Linked DNA regions of Mus musculus: region 2 is linked to region 1. A link is a contact called in public HiChIP or PLAC-seq data. All regions are on one chromosome and are shown on one strand. The core of a region is the stretch at or near the end of the contact, and the rest is flanking DNA. Distances in the headings are between cores, read along the strand shown. Region 1 overlaps Slc25a12 (solute carrier family 25 (mitochondrial carrier, Aralar), member 12). Region 2 has its middle 11 kb from the start of Gm39576.

What was found. HiChIP or PLAC-seq counts read pairs in DNA pulled down with a chosen protein or histone mark.
Region 2: a contact with region 1 is called in an H3K27ac HiChIP or PLAC-seq map of embryonic stem cells, with 16 read pairs. The contact joins two enhancer-like sites. A contact is called at or near these places in 1 of 15 datasets of contacts at CTCF or cohesin (embryonic stem cells), 18 of 484 Hi-C or Micro-C datasets (embryonic stem cells and transition I germ cells), 13 of 115 datasets of contacts at active chromatin or transcription factors (embryonic stem cells and stem cell-derived neural progenitor cells) and 2 of 9 other capture datasets (adipose tissue and embryonic stem cells).

Annotation. Positions count from the first base shown.
Region 1 is chr2:71,345,656-71,352,282 of GRCm38.p6, reverse strand. All of the region lies in intron 2 of Slc25a12 (solute carrier family 25 (mitochondrial carrier, Aralar), member 12), which reads left to right. Among named protein-coding and RNA genes, the nearest start is that of Slc25a12, 19 kb to the left of the region's middle. Within about 2 kb of position 4,387, at least 11 of the 459 cell types and tissues checked have an H3K27ac peak or open chromatin away from gene starts, as enhancers often do. A contact at or near this core is called in embryonic stem cells, where this site is marked.
Region 2 is chr2:71,162,703-71,169,095 of GRCm38.p6, reverse strand. No RefSeq gene overlaps it. Among named protein-coding and RNA genes, the nearest start is that of Gm39576, 11 kb to the right of the region's middle. Within about 2 kb of position 1,710, at least 14 of the 459 cell types and tissues checked have an H3K27ac peak or open chromatin away from gene starts, as enhancers often do. A contact at or near this core is called in embryonic stem cells, where this site is marked.

The DNA of each region.
Region 1 (6,627 bases), core at 3,138-5,637:
ACAACAAAAATAAAACAAAACAATTAAAATATATACATATTCTGGTTATCTATTCAAAATTCATCACAATTTTAAATAAAGAAATATGTATGTGTGTGTATATGTATATATTATATAATTGTATATATGCACACACATACACATATATATCTATATATGTATATATATAGGTATATATACATATACACACATTTGAATCAAAATTATCAATGAACCTATTTTTAAAAATGTACCATTCAAATGGATAACATTTTATCATCTTTAGACTTTAAATCTGTCCCAGTTATGAATTTTTTAGGTAATCCTTAGTAGAAATTTAGAGATGTCTGAGCCTTTGTAAGCTATAATTAACACAGTTAGCTTCTGAGGTAGGTGTCATGTATTTGAAAGGTCACGTAAGGTTAATGTTAGTAAATTGCAAGGGAGTTAGTACTCTCCAGTTTACACTGGTCAGGTGAGCCCTTGATGCTTTCATCTCTTGGCTTCAACCGGTGGGTGGCATGATCCTCTCCCCTCGGGCCACAGATAGTTCAGTGTAATTACAACATACTCCTGTATACGAAACCCTGCCAACTTTCATGTGTAATTTTGATTACATGTATGGGAATTCCAGGCTCCCATAAGGTCAATTTTGTTTTTCTCACCTCAGACAGCCAAGGCCTCACGCACGTGAGAATGCTACCTTCGAATGCGTTTAAAAGTTTCTGGAAATGTCAAAAGCTGTGTGCCCACTTGCATTCCCAGTATTTGCGTTGGGTTGACAAAGTTTCATCTAGAAGCTCGATCGCTTGTGTTTGTCAGCTTCTTCCTGTCAATGTCTTTCATGTGTCCTTGACTTCTTGCCCAGAAGGGATTTACAACTGCTTAAGAAACATCTTTAAAATGGCAGATGATTAACTCTAAAGTTATTTGGCATAAGAATATAATATTTGGCAATTTTATTTCAAGTTATTTTAGGTTACCCTTTTAAATAATAGGATAAAAACGGAAAAAGATTCCAAAACTATTAAATTACTAAGGGTATTAAATCTTTAACATAGTGTTATTTTGAAAGACTCCAGGCTTTATTTAAAGATTTTATTTCAGATCATGTGTATATGTCTGTGTCTCTCTCTATGTGAATGCACACATGTACACCAGGTCCTTAGAGGTCAGAAGTTAGTGTTGGATTCTGTGGAGCTGGAGTTAGAGGCTGTGGCGGCCTGATGTGGGTTCTGGGAACTGAACTCTGGTCCTCTGGAAGAGCAGCACGTGCTCCTAATAGCTGAACCCTCAAAATACTATTTTAAGTCTTTTTTTTCCCCCTTTTTTGGTATATTTAAAACCTTTTGATTATCACAGAGAGAAGGCCTCAATATTTTTATTTCTATTCTTCTATTACCTTATCTTTATTCTTTTCCTTCTCTGTCTCTTAGTCTCTCTGTTTGAGACAGGCTCTTGCTCACTGTATAGGTCAGGCTGGCCTCAGGTTCCCTAGTGCAAGGTCTAAAAGCAAGCATCCCCACAAGTTACCTTTCCTTCCTAAAAAGTAAAAATAAGAAATCTGTGTTCAACATAATTACCAGGCTGGCTCTAGCGCGCGCGCGCGCGCGCGCGCACACACACACACACACACACACACACACACACACACACACACGGCACACACACACACACACACACACACACACGGCACACACACACACACACACACACACACACACACACACACACACACACACACACACACACGGCACCTCGATTTTATTTTGTTGCTAAGGGTTCCGCTCAAGCACACCTGATCCTCTTTAGAGTCTAATGATTTATGCGTGCACAGCACTGGCGAGGTGGCTCAGATTTTGAAACTGCCTGCTATCAAGTCTGATAACCTGAGTCTGAACCCTGGGACTTCGGTGGTGGAAGGAAAGAACCCATCACTGAAAGCTGCCCTGACTTTCACTGCACTGTGCCCCGGGTGCACTCTTTCAATGTACATAAAGAAATGAATGAGTCTATGCATGGGTGTGAGTGTATGAGTGTGCAAGTATGTGTGTTTGTATGACTGTGTCCAAGTGTGTGAGTATGCATGTGTGAGTGTATGAATGTGAGTGTGTGCAGGAGCTGGCACTGGGTATTGATCATTCTAAGTGTGTGCTCTCCCAAGGTAGACCTGCTCTGCAGCCTCGGTGTCACTTATTGTTATAGTGACAGCTAACATCTAATTCGTTTTAGCATTTTAACCAACTCTGGGTAGCTTCTAGTTTCCATTCAGTACTCTCTTTGGTTCTGTCTGTTCAGGCAACAGGCTTCCTGACATTGCCAAGTAATTGCCTCTAATGTAATGGGTTAATTAGTTCACTGCTTTCTGTGGAAGTCAAGAACTGACTCCTGCGGTTGAGAAGACTTAGGGTTCCCCCGCCCCCCCTCAGCTCCACACTCTATCTTTCAGTTAAAATCAAGTTAAAGCAGACTAGGAGAGTCAGAGGAAACCCTGGCAGAGTACCTGAGGGGGAGTTGTTCTCTGGCATCATTTATAACTGTAGGTACTGGCAAGGCCGGAGTCAGAGCATGTCAACAAAACCATTTGTTTTCCTCCTTGGCTTCTGTGTCCTTGGTAGCTTGTGCTAATGCTGCTGTTTCCTGGATTTTACAGTCAGAGGGGATCCTGGGGACTCTTTGGATCCCACCTACTTTCACTGTGTATTCAGGGCAGGCTTGTCCTGGTAGCTAGGCTCAGACACTGAAGAACACATACCTCTGGAAGGTAATTTGTTACTAAGAACCTGATGTGTTCTGTGTTTCCTCCCTGTTCTTAAGTAGCATAGGTTGAACATTGATTGCTATTCCTAAACATTGAGGCCTGAAATGCTTCAGAATGGAAGTTTGTTTTTTTCCAATTTTTAACTTTTTTCCCTCCCCTCTTTCCCTTTCTCCTGCTCCATCTGGCCCATAGATTCTTTATTATTTGTTTCTAATTATAGATGGTTGTGAGCCACCATGTGGTTGCTGGGATTTGAACTCATGACCTCCGGAAGAGCAATTGGTGCTCTTACCCACTAAGCCATCTCACCAGCCCAGAATGCAAGTTTTTGAGCATTGATTTGATAATAGGGGTAGCAAATTCTATACCTAATGTAATGGGCTGAGATCAAGACACAAGCACAGTGAAAAAAGGCATTAAAGTCACCTTCGGGCTGCTTACAGAAAGGTGTGTAGATTACTTTTTTCTTGCTGGGATAAAGCACTATGACTAAGGCAACTTCTACAAGAAATTTATTTGGGCTGACGGTTCCAGAGGAATGAGCCTGTCGTGGCAAGGAGGCAAGCAGCAGACATGGCTACAGGTGCCCGAAGCTGAGCGCTCACCTCTTCAAACACAAGCCGGAAGCAGAGAGGGAAATGGAGCTGATGGGAAGTTTTTAATTTTTTAATTTCTAAGTCCGCCTCCAGGGACACACAAGGCTATACCACCTAAACCTCCCCAGACAGCGACCAGCTAGGGACCAAGTGTCCAAATGCCCCAGGCTATGGGAACATTTTTCAGTCGAACCTTCAGAGTATGCATGAAACAGTGGGACTTTAGTTTTGGATACTTTAAGGGGCAGGTGTGGCGGTCTCTTTAGTGTCCCAGCACTAGAGAGAGGGGAGGCAAGAAGAATAGCTTTGCCGGGTATGGTGGCGCACACCTGTAATCCCAGCACTAGAGAGAGGAGAGGCAAGAAGAACAGCGTCTACTATATAGAGTTTGAGACCAGCCTAGACTACCTAAGACCCTGCCTTTTAAAAAAAAAAAAATCAAACAACCCAACAAAAATAACAGCAGTAAAAAGATTTCCCATTAGTATATGCAAATAATCTGAAATTAAAAATCCTTCTCTGAAGTGCGTAGTAAATAAAATACAGCACACGCTATCGCCAGCTAGGCACCGCTCGTGGTCTCAGTCTTGTCCCAGCCCGGTACTGAGCCCGAATGTTGTTCTTTGCCAAGGCCTCTCCAGATCTCCAAGATAGCTCTCTCCCCGCAGCTGGCTGCTGCCAAACCTGCTCAGCACTCCTAAATTTTCATGGCTAGCTGGGGCGCCGCACTCTTCCAAACCCACACTCTGCCGTGGTTACCTTTCCCTGGAGCTCAGTTGAATTGCCACGAGATGGAAAACACCAGACAATCTTAGTTTAGAACCAAACGAATAACACAATCACTGGGCACAGAATCTAGCATCCTAGCATTTACCAACTACTCTATGTTAGAAATCTTCCAGTGGTGGATTCTAGTGGACTCCGCCACCTGAACTAACAGCCCCCGGGCGACATCTTGGTTACCTGGCTTCCACCGTCCAAAAGGAAGTCCCCTACTCCTGCTTTCCCCTTTCCTCTCTTTGACCAGGAAGGTCCGCCTCCTTCTCGCCCAGTGATTGGCTTCTTCTTGTCTTTAACCAATTAGGGGAAAATTCCTCTGTTCTTGTCCTAGTCATTTTGGAGTCTGCATCCATCCGGAGTCTGCATCCATCCATCCATCCAATCACTTTTTCTATGTTTGTGAGTGTGGTGTATGGTGACTATGGAGTAGGGATAGGGGCACCTACAAGAACCAATGTACACCTTCTCTTGCTGAACCTGCAGGGAGACTGACAGTCAACAAGTTCCAGCAATCCTCCAGCCTCTGCCTCCCAAGTGCTATGGTTACAGAAATTTGCATGGTCACCCTTGGTCTTTTATGTGGGTACTAGGAATTTGAACTCGGGTCTCATGCTTGGGTAGCAAGCTCTCTTACACTCTGAGCCATCTCGGAAACTATATCCACTCCATCCACCCTCTCATTCTCTTGTTTCTTCCTTTTGTCTTTTATAAATAGGAAACGGGAACACACAGTTACATGCTTCTCTGTCCTGTGTCGTGTGTCATCGTCCTCCTGCCCACCCCCACTCCGACCACCCTTTTTGGTGGTGTTAGGTATCAAACCCAGGGCCTCCTCCACGGTGTGCAAATGCCGTACCTGTGAACCATACCCTCAGCCCACACTCTCTTCTTATTTCTTTCTCCAATTAGCCCCTCTCCCAGATAGGAACAAAGATTTTTCTCATTTCTGCAGCCGTCCACTCAGATTGAAATCAGATATGCTGTCTCCCTCCGCCCCACCTCCGCCCCACTCCTTTGGTCTTCATGACGCTCTGGCTTCGTTTTGGGCAGTCATGTTCCAGTAGCGGTGGTTGGCTTGCCAGCCTCCTTCAAGTCTGCTGTCAGATTTCTTTTGTATTGATGTCCCTTGCCACTTGCAGTAACCCCATGACTACTGTGGCCCTCTCTTTCCACCCCGGCCCGTCTTCATCAAACCTGTCCAGGGACTGAGGATTTAGCTCAGTTGGTAGAGTGCTCGCCCAGCTGGTCTCAGGTCCTGGTCTGATATCTAGCACTGCATGGTAGTCATCTATGCAGTCCCTGAACGGGGATGGGGTGGGGTGTGGTGGGGTGGGGTCGGGGGAGTAGGTGGGAATGGTTGGGGGATCAAGGTAGGAGGATGAGAAGTTCAAGGTCATAGAGAGTTTCAGGCCAGCCCAGGATATAGGGATCCTGTTTCAAAAACAAAAACAAACAAATATCTACATGTGTCCTATTATGCCAAATGCTGAAGAGCAAGGAAAGACATGTGTAACAAGAACTGCTAGAATATTCTTATTGTTATCAGCATCTAGAATTCAAGTACTGATAGTGCTAAATATCTCAAACAGTTTGTTCTTTTGTTAAGGTTGATTTTCATTATTTTATTAACTCTGTCTCCTGGAGCTAGACTTCCAGCCGTTTGTGAGTCACTGAACTCATCTGCTGCGAGAGCAGTGGGATGCTTTTATGGTGCTCCATTTCTCTAGCCCCGCTTTGCTTTTTTTGCTTTTGCTCCTTTGCTTATAGACCTGCTCTTTCAACATATCAAAGGCTCACTTTATCTTTATTGCACAGAAGCGTGCATGATCTAGAGTCCTAGGGAAAGAATGAGCCTGTCTAAGGACTAAGATGAGTGGGTTTGTAGTAGAGCCAGGATTAAAACACAAGCCGACTTCAGGACTGGCCTTTGAAGTCATGTGGTCAGGGCATGATGGCTCTGGACAGAGGTGCCTCTCCAGTGCTTTTGAGAGCGGCAGCTAGTGAAGAAGTCCAGCATTATTCTGAGTGCAAATATTGTTTATTTCAAGCTAGGTTGTACTTTTTTGGTTGGTTGCTTGAGACAGGATCTTGTTATATAGACCAGGCTGGCCTTGAACTAGGATGCACCTCCTGACTCTGCCTTACTTTCCCAGTGCTGGGGTTTCGGGTGTAGGCTGTCTGGCTTAAGACTGTATAAGCTATCTATCTATCTATCTATCTATCTATCTATCTATCCATCCATCCATCCATTTATTTTTATTTATTTATTTTTGGAGTCAGGGTTTCTCTGAGTACCCCTGGCTGTTCAGAAAGGACAGCTCTGTAGACCAGCCAGGCTGGCCTCAAACTCACAGAGATCCACCTGCCTCTGCCTCCCAAGTGTTGGGAAAAATGATATCGTTTCCTAAGAAATGGAACATGAAGGCAGAAGAGTGATGTCGGGCATATGGATATCTCAAGCTAGTGTGGCCAAGTGTGCATCCATCTGATGCGGAGTTGGCTTAGTTGAGA
Region 2 (6,393 bases), core at 461-2,960, 180 kb after region 1:
ACTTACTCCTGAGAGTGAAAAAACGCCATGTTCTCTCTGTGAACCACGGGGCCTTATTCTTTGCCTGCATATCATGTTGATCTTTCTTCCTCTTCCTTTTCTTTCTTTCTTTTTTTTTTTAAAAAGAAAAATCACAAGAATATATAAAAGTTTTTGATGAATAGAACCTTACATTTTTAGGAGAAAACGGCTGGAGCAGTCTGGGGCTCGGGGCCGCCTGTTGCTCTTCAGTGAAAGCTTCCCACAGCCGTGGCTTTATTCCGCCCCACGTTCAGTGCCAGGATTTACATGACCACCGTGGGGAGGACAGCTGGATTTAGCATAAAGAAGAATAGCTGCCTTTTCCCTGGGGAGAGACAAAAAGGATAAGTGCATAAGGCACAGAGACAATATTATCGAGAATTATATTTCTGCTCAGCTCTTTTATTCCCTCTGAATCCTGGATTCTGTTGCAAATAACAAAAGCAAGAAACCAGTTGGCCTAAAGCCAAGGTCTGGGATTGTTGAAGACTAGTCAGCTCTCACTGTCTGAAGGTTCCACATCCACGAATCAATCAATCATAGGCTGAAAATGTTTTTTTTTTTTTAAGAACTCGTCTGTACTAAGTGTGTAGACTTTTTTTCATGTATAATTCTCTAAACAATACCATATAACTACGAAGGTGCCATGCATGTTTTATTGGGTATCATAAGTAATCAAGAGATGCCTTAAAAGATACAGGAGGATGTGTACATCATTTACAAGGGACTGGAGCATCTTCGGATCCTTGTGTCTCTGTGTGTGTGTGTGTGTGTGTGTGTGTGTGTGTGTGTATGTGTATGTGTGGCGGGGGAGGGGAGGCTGGAATCCTATGGATAACAATGAATTCATTATGAGAAAAAATGTGCTTATTAATGATAGTTCTATATTACTTGGGTTTATTTCTTGTTTGTTGAGATTGGCAAGAAGCATGAATTCGTGATGATTTGAATTAGAGAGGAAAAAGAAGAATTTCTGGGAGAATTCTTCCCCAAACACAAAGGGAATTTGCTTGTTTGGTTTTATTGTTGTTTGGTTGTATCTTGTAGTAGTGTTTTTAACATGTTTATTACTCAGATATAGCTTTGGAGTTCTTATAATTTTACACTTATTTATTATGTCTGCCTGTCAGGCATGGGGCGGGGGGGGGGGGGCATATATACATCCACACATGTGAAGGTCAGCTAACAGCTTGTGGGAGTCAGTTTGAACTTAGGTGGCAGGTGCCTTCACTTGCCAAGCTATCTTGCAGGCCCTGGTTTTGCACAGAGACCTTATTATTATTATTTTTTTAATAATGGCTGCTATTCTTTTTTTTTTTTTAATATATGTAAAGTACACTGTAGCTGTCTTCTGACACTCCAGAAGAGGGTGTCAGATCTCGTTACGGATGGTTGTGAGCCACCATGTGGTAGCTGGGATTTGAACTCTGGACCTTCGGAAGAGCAGTAGGGTACTCTTACCAACTGAGCCATCTCACCAGCCCCAGAGATCTTATTTACAGGTAACCTGACAAACACAGGTGAAGCCAATGACCTCAAAAGGTTCTTTGGAATTTCCGAGCTAGCCACCCACACATAGAACTCTGTTGTTCTTCCTAGATTGGTTTCTTTGTTACGGCTCATCCCAGTCCATTACAAGAAGCCAAGGCAGGAACTTGGGGCGGGAACCTGGAGGCAGGAAGTAACACAGAGGCCATGAAAGAGTACTTATCAGCTGTCTTTCCCTGGCTTGCTCTGGCTTGCTCCACTACCTTATACATCTCAGGACCACCTGCCTAGGGGTGGCGCCATCTGGGTCTCTTCCCATCAATTAGCAATTTTAAAATACCCTACAGACCTGCCCATAGGCCAATCTGCTGGAGGCAACTCTAGTAGAGACTCCCTCTTCCTCCCTCTTCCTACATATGCCAGCTTGACGGCCAAGGTTAAACTCCGCACCCTCCCTGCAGCCGTTTATTATTTTTCCTGGCTTAGGGGCTGGGCCATCTAAATAGAAGCGGTGAGAAAGTTCACAAAACCTTACAAAGATCTTAAGGTTTCATGATTATAACATTTGCCACTAGATTTTTATGGCTTCTCTTTATCAGGTCTTTTAGCCTCAATTTACTAAGAATTTCTAACATTAAAAAAAGATTAGCCGGGCAGTGGTGGCACATGCCTTTAATCCCAGCACTTGGGAGGCAGAGGCAGGCAGATTTTCTGAGTTCGAGGCCAGCCTGGTCTACAGAGTGAGTTCCAGGACAGCCAGGGCTACACAGAGAAACTCTGTCTCCTAAAAAAACAAAAAACAAAACAAAACAAAAAAAAAACAAAACAAAAAAAAAGTTATTGGGTTGGAACTGATAGCTCAAGACTATAATCCCAGCACTTGGGAGCTGAGGTCAGAGTATTACTGAAAGTTCTAGGATAGCCTTGGCTACAGACTGAAAGACTGTCTTATTAAAAAGGGAATTCGAAAGACTATTAAACTTAGTTGCTTTTTAAAAATCTGTTGAAGTAAAATGTTTTCATCAGTAATATACTGAATAATGGTGAATGCCAAATGGGCTTTGTAATGTCAAATTAATTTTTATTTTAGACAGGGTCTTGATATGTAGACCAGGCTAGCCTAAAACTCACAGACCTCATCATGCTTCTGCCTCCTACGTGCTGGGATTAAAGGCATGCATATCATGCCCATCCTGGGCTACCTTTATTGTGGAAACAAGCCTAGCTTGGTTCTAATGAAGTAAGCTTTTATATATTGTATAATATATTAACATATGATCTAATAAGTTAATATAATATATTATATACAATACATGTAATATATTACTACTGGGTGGGTAATATTTAAGACTGTGATACACACATACAGGTGGGGAGGGAGAGAGAATGGGGTTCTCTATAAACTCCATCTTGAATTCCTGGGTTCAAAAGGTTCCCCTGCCTCAGCTCCCCATGTTGGCTTAAGATTTTTAAACCAATTCTATTTTCTTGGAAGCATCTCCATCCTATCTTATCTGGAGGTAGCTCCAGATTGCACCAGCAGCAGACGTGAGCCATGGCTGGGGTATGAAGCCAAATCTTGTGCTTAGTATCTGAAAGATATGGGAGCTGACCATACACATCTGTCAGATGCTTGCATTAATCACTAGCTGGGCTTCGTGTTTTCTTTGTGGAAAGAATTAGAAGCCCGAATCAAACTTCCCTAGTGATGGGAGCAGAGTTTTGTGGCTGATTTGATGTGGACAGCAACTCCTGAGTTCTAAATAGACATTAAAGGTTTCAAACCCTTAGCTGTCAGATGAACCATGGACAAAGGACCACAGGAGCCCTCAGCCAGGTCACCTCTGGTCATAAAGATCCTCAACTCTTCACTCCACTGTGTCTTTGATGCATCTTACTTAATTTTCATGATTTCACCATAAAAATCTTATGTACGTTTTAAAGAAACATTTCAGATACGCCTTAACCTCTGTTTCCATTGTAACGCATGTCTTGTGATTGTGTTTTTGCTATAGCATAGGTCTGAAGTTATAGTTCATATATTGTATATCAGTAGCGGCAAACGTCCTCTCTTACGAAGTCTATTCGTTTTCCTGTACAGTAGGTTTTTTGTGTGTGTCATGGTGTGAAGACAGTCCGCAGACTTGGCCATAGAGAAAGTTTGACCACAGCTTCTTCAGCTGCCAGACAAGATTAAAGCCGCATCTGCTTCATAAGATCATTATGGGGCTCAAATGGGATAAGAGGGCTGCTGTGTGGAGCACAGCCCCGGCGCCATATGCTGTTCTAGTGCCCTCCATCTAAACCCCCTTCTTCTGTTGGTTCAGAGCATGGATGCCCTTGCGAGTGGTTCCTGGCCCTTTTCCATCTTAGAGTCACTTTAGGTTTCTCAGAGAACTTTATATCAGAGTTACAGTCTGAATAGCTGTATTTTCTCAGCATTCCTCTTGTGTGTGTGAATGTGGAGGCAGGAGGCTGCCTTCGAATGTCTTCCTCAATTGCTTTCCAACTTGCTTTCTGAGACAGTCTCTCACTGGACCTGGGGCTCACCAATTTGGATAAAAGTGCTGGCCAGTGAGCCCCAGGGTCCCTAACCTTTCCCTCCCCATTGCTACCAGTACATGGGTGTGCTGCAACGTCTAGCTTTGTAATGTGATCACTGGGGAATCGAACTCAGGTCCTGGTGTTTATTCGGCCAGCACTTTACTGACTGGGCCATCCTCAGCTCTTCAGATTCAAGTTTTGAAATTGCAGTTTTAGTTGTAGGCGGAGCTCTTACCTCCAAGATGGTGGGCTTAGGAGGCGGGGTTTATGGGAGAGGTCTGTGGGAAGCGACTAGGTTTCATCAAAGACACAAGAGATTTTTCCCACTCCTGTCAGGGTAAGGATGAAGTTTAAAAGGTGCCGTCTATGAAATGGGCAATGAGCCCTCCGACACCAAATCTGCCAGCTCCTTGGACTTTGATGCAGTGTCCTGGACCAGGAGAAACACATTCCCATTGTTTATCAACAAGCTTCAGCCGGGGGCAGAGGGTTATGCTTGTAATCCCAGCACAAAGGTAGCAGGATCTCAAATTCAAGGTTATCTTCAAATTAGATAGTGAGTTCAAGGCCAGCCTCGGCTACACAATGAGTGAAGAGGCTAGCCTGGGCTACAAGAGGCCCTATTCCAAAGACACCAAAAATAAACAAACAACCAACTTACCCAGTCTATGAAATTTTGTTTTAGAAACCCAAAGAGATGAAGATACCCAGAAAAAAAGGGGGGACCTTATATCTCCCTCATATGTATTATCTATGCATGGATGTTCCCCAGTCTCCAAAAGGCACAAAACAGGTTAGGAATCCTGCTGTAGAACAAGCTTTTCTAGGGGCATACCTTGGGGATTTGGGACTCATTCTTCATGTGTTCTTGGTCTGGTTCTAATGTCTGGGAGACCGTCCTGAGCCTCAGCTCTGCAGAGCCCAGTGTGTCACAGAGTTTGTTTGTTTTCCTGTTGTTGTTGTTTTTAATTGGTATATGTTTGTTTATCTAATTGAGTTTTGTTATTGTTGTTGAGACAGGATATTCCTATGTAGCCCAGGCTAGTCTTGAACTTGGGGCAATCCCCCTGCCTCAGCTCCTCAGGTGTTGGGATTATGGGTAAGTGCTGTTTTCCTGTTATTTATACCCTGTATCCCGGAAGATGCTCAGGGTCCAGCCCTGTTACTATCAGTCACTCTAGCACCGGGATTTTTCAGCCTTAGCCCTATAGCCACTTGTGGGTTGGAGCAGTCCTGTTCACGGGAGGATACACTTTAGCATTCCTGGTCATTAGATGTCAGTTGCACTTCGAAGTCACAACAACACGTGTTCCCTGGGGCCGCAAAATCACCTCCAGGTAATACCTACTACCTAGAGCATGAATGGTGTCCTGCAACTTCCTTCTGACACCCGAGTCTCGCCCTCTGCTGACCCGACCTCCCAGATGTTAGACACAAGCTGCTATCCTAAACGCAGCCTTCCCCAGTTGTCTCTATTGCTAATGCCCGCCCTCCTGGGAAGATGCCGCTTGGATCTTTGCATCATCACCCGTATGGCAAGATGAGCCTGGCTTGCTGAGCACCATTTTCCCAGTAACCCGCCCTACAACAGCTACTACTAGCTTCCCTACGGGGAAGGGGTGTGGTTGGTGTCGGTCTTTATATCAGCTCTGCCCAGGTCCAGCTAGCTCGTCTAAGAGTGACTGTGTCACGAGAATAATTTTCTTAGCTTAGTAATCCCGCATCCCCGGTAGTTTTATTCGAGAGAGCCTGTCCTTTTCCTGAGTGGGGAGAGAGGTTTCTGCAGGGGATAATTTGCCCCAATCTACTCTACAACAAGACGGTTGGGAGTGAGAGGCAGAAACACCGAACCACGGCCAGAATAGAAGCGGCACAGAGGTGCAGCGCTTAATTAGAGAGCTTCGGTACAGCAGAGTGGTGGTTGGTTGATTGACTGCCTGAGAGCTTGGTGGAGAGAGCGGAGCTTGGGAAAGAACATTGTGTGATGCTATTACAGAGAACATAGCTGAGAACTGCGGGTCTCAGCGAGCGGAGAGGCAAAGTACAGAACAAACTGTCCCTTGAACCTGAACCTGACCTGGTTAATTACAGTGGGGAAGAGGACAGAGCCTGAAAGGACCTCCGGGGGAGCAGACCCAGACTGCTGCCTTGGGAGAAAACGCACCCCGGCAGAGAGGAAGTGGAATGCAATGACTTCAATGCCAGCTAGACTATTTTCCTTAATGGCTTTCTTTGGCACTGTGGCCCAAGGGCTCAGGTTCTACTTTCCTGTTGGACAGGCTCCCCTCCTGTTTATCACACATGGCTCACACCAACACCCCCCCCCCCACTCTCCTGCCT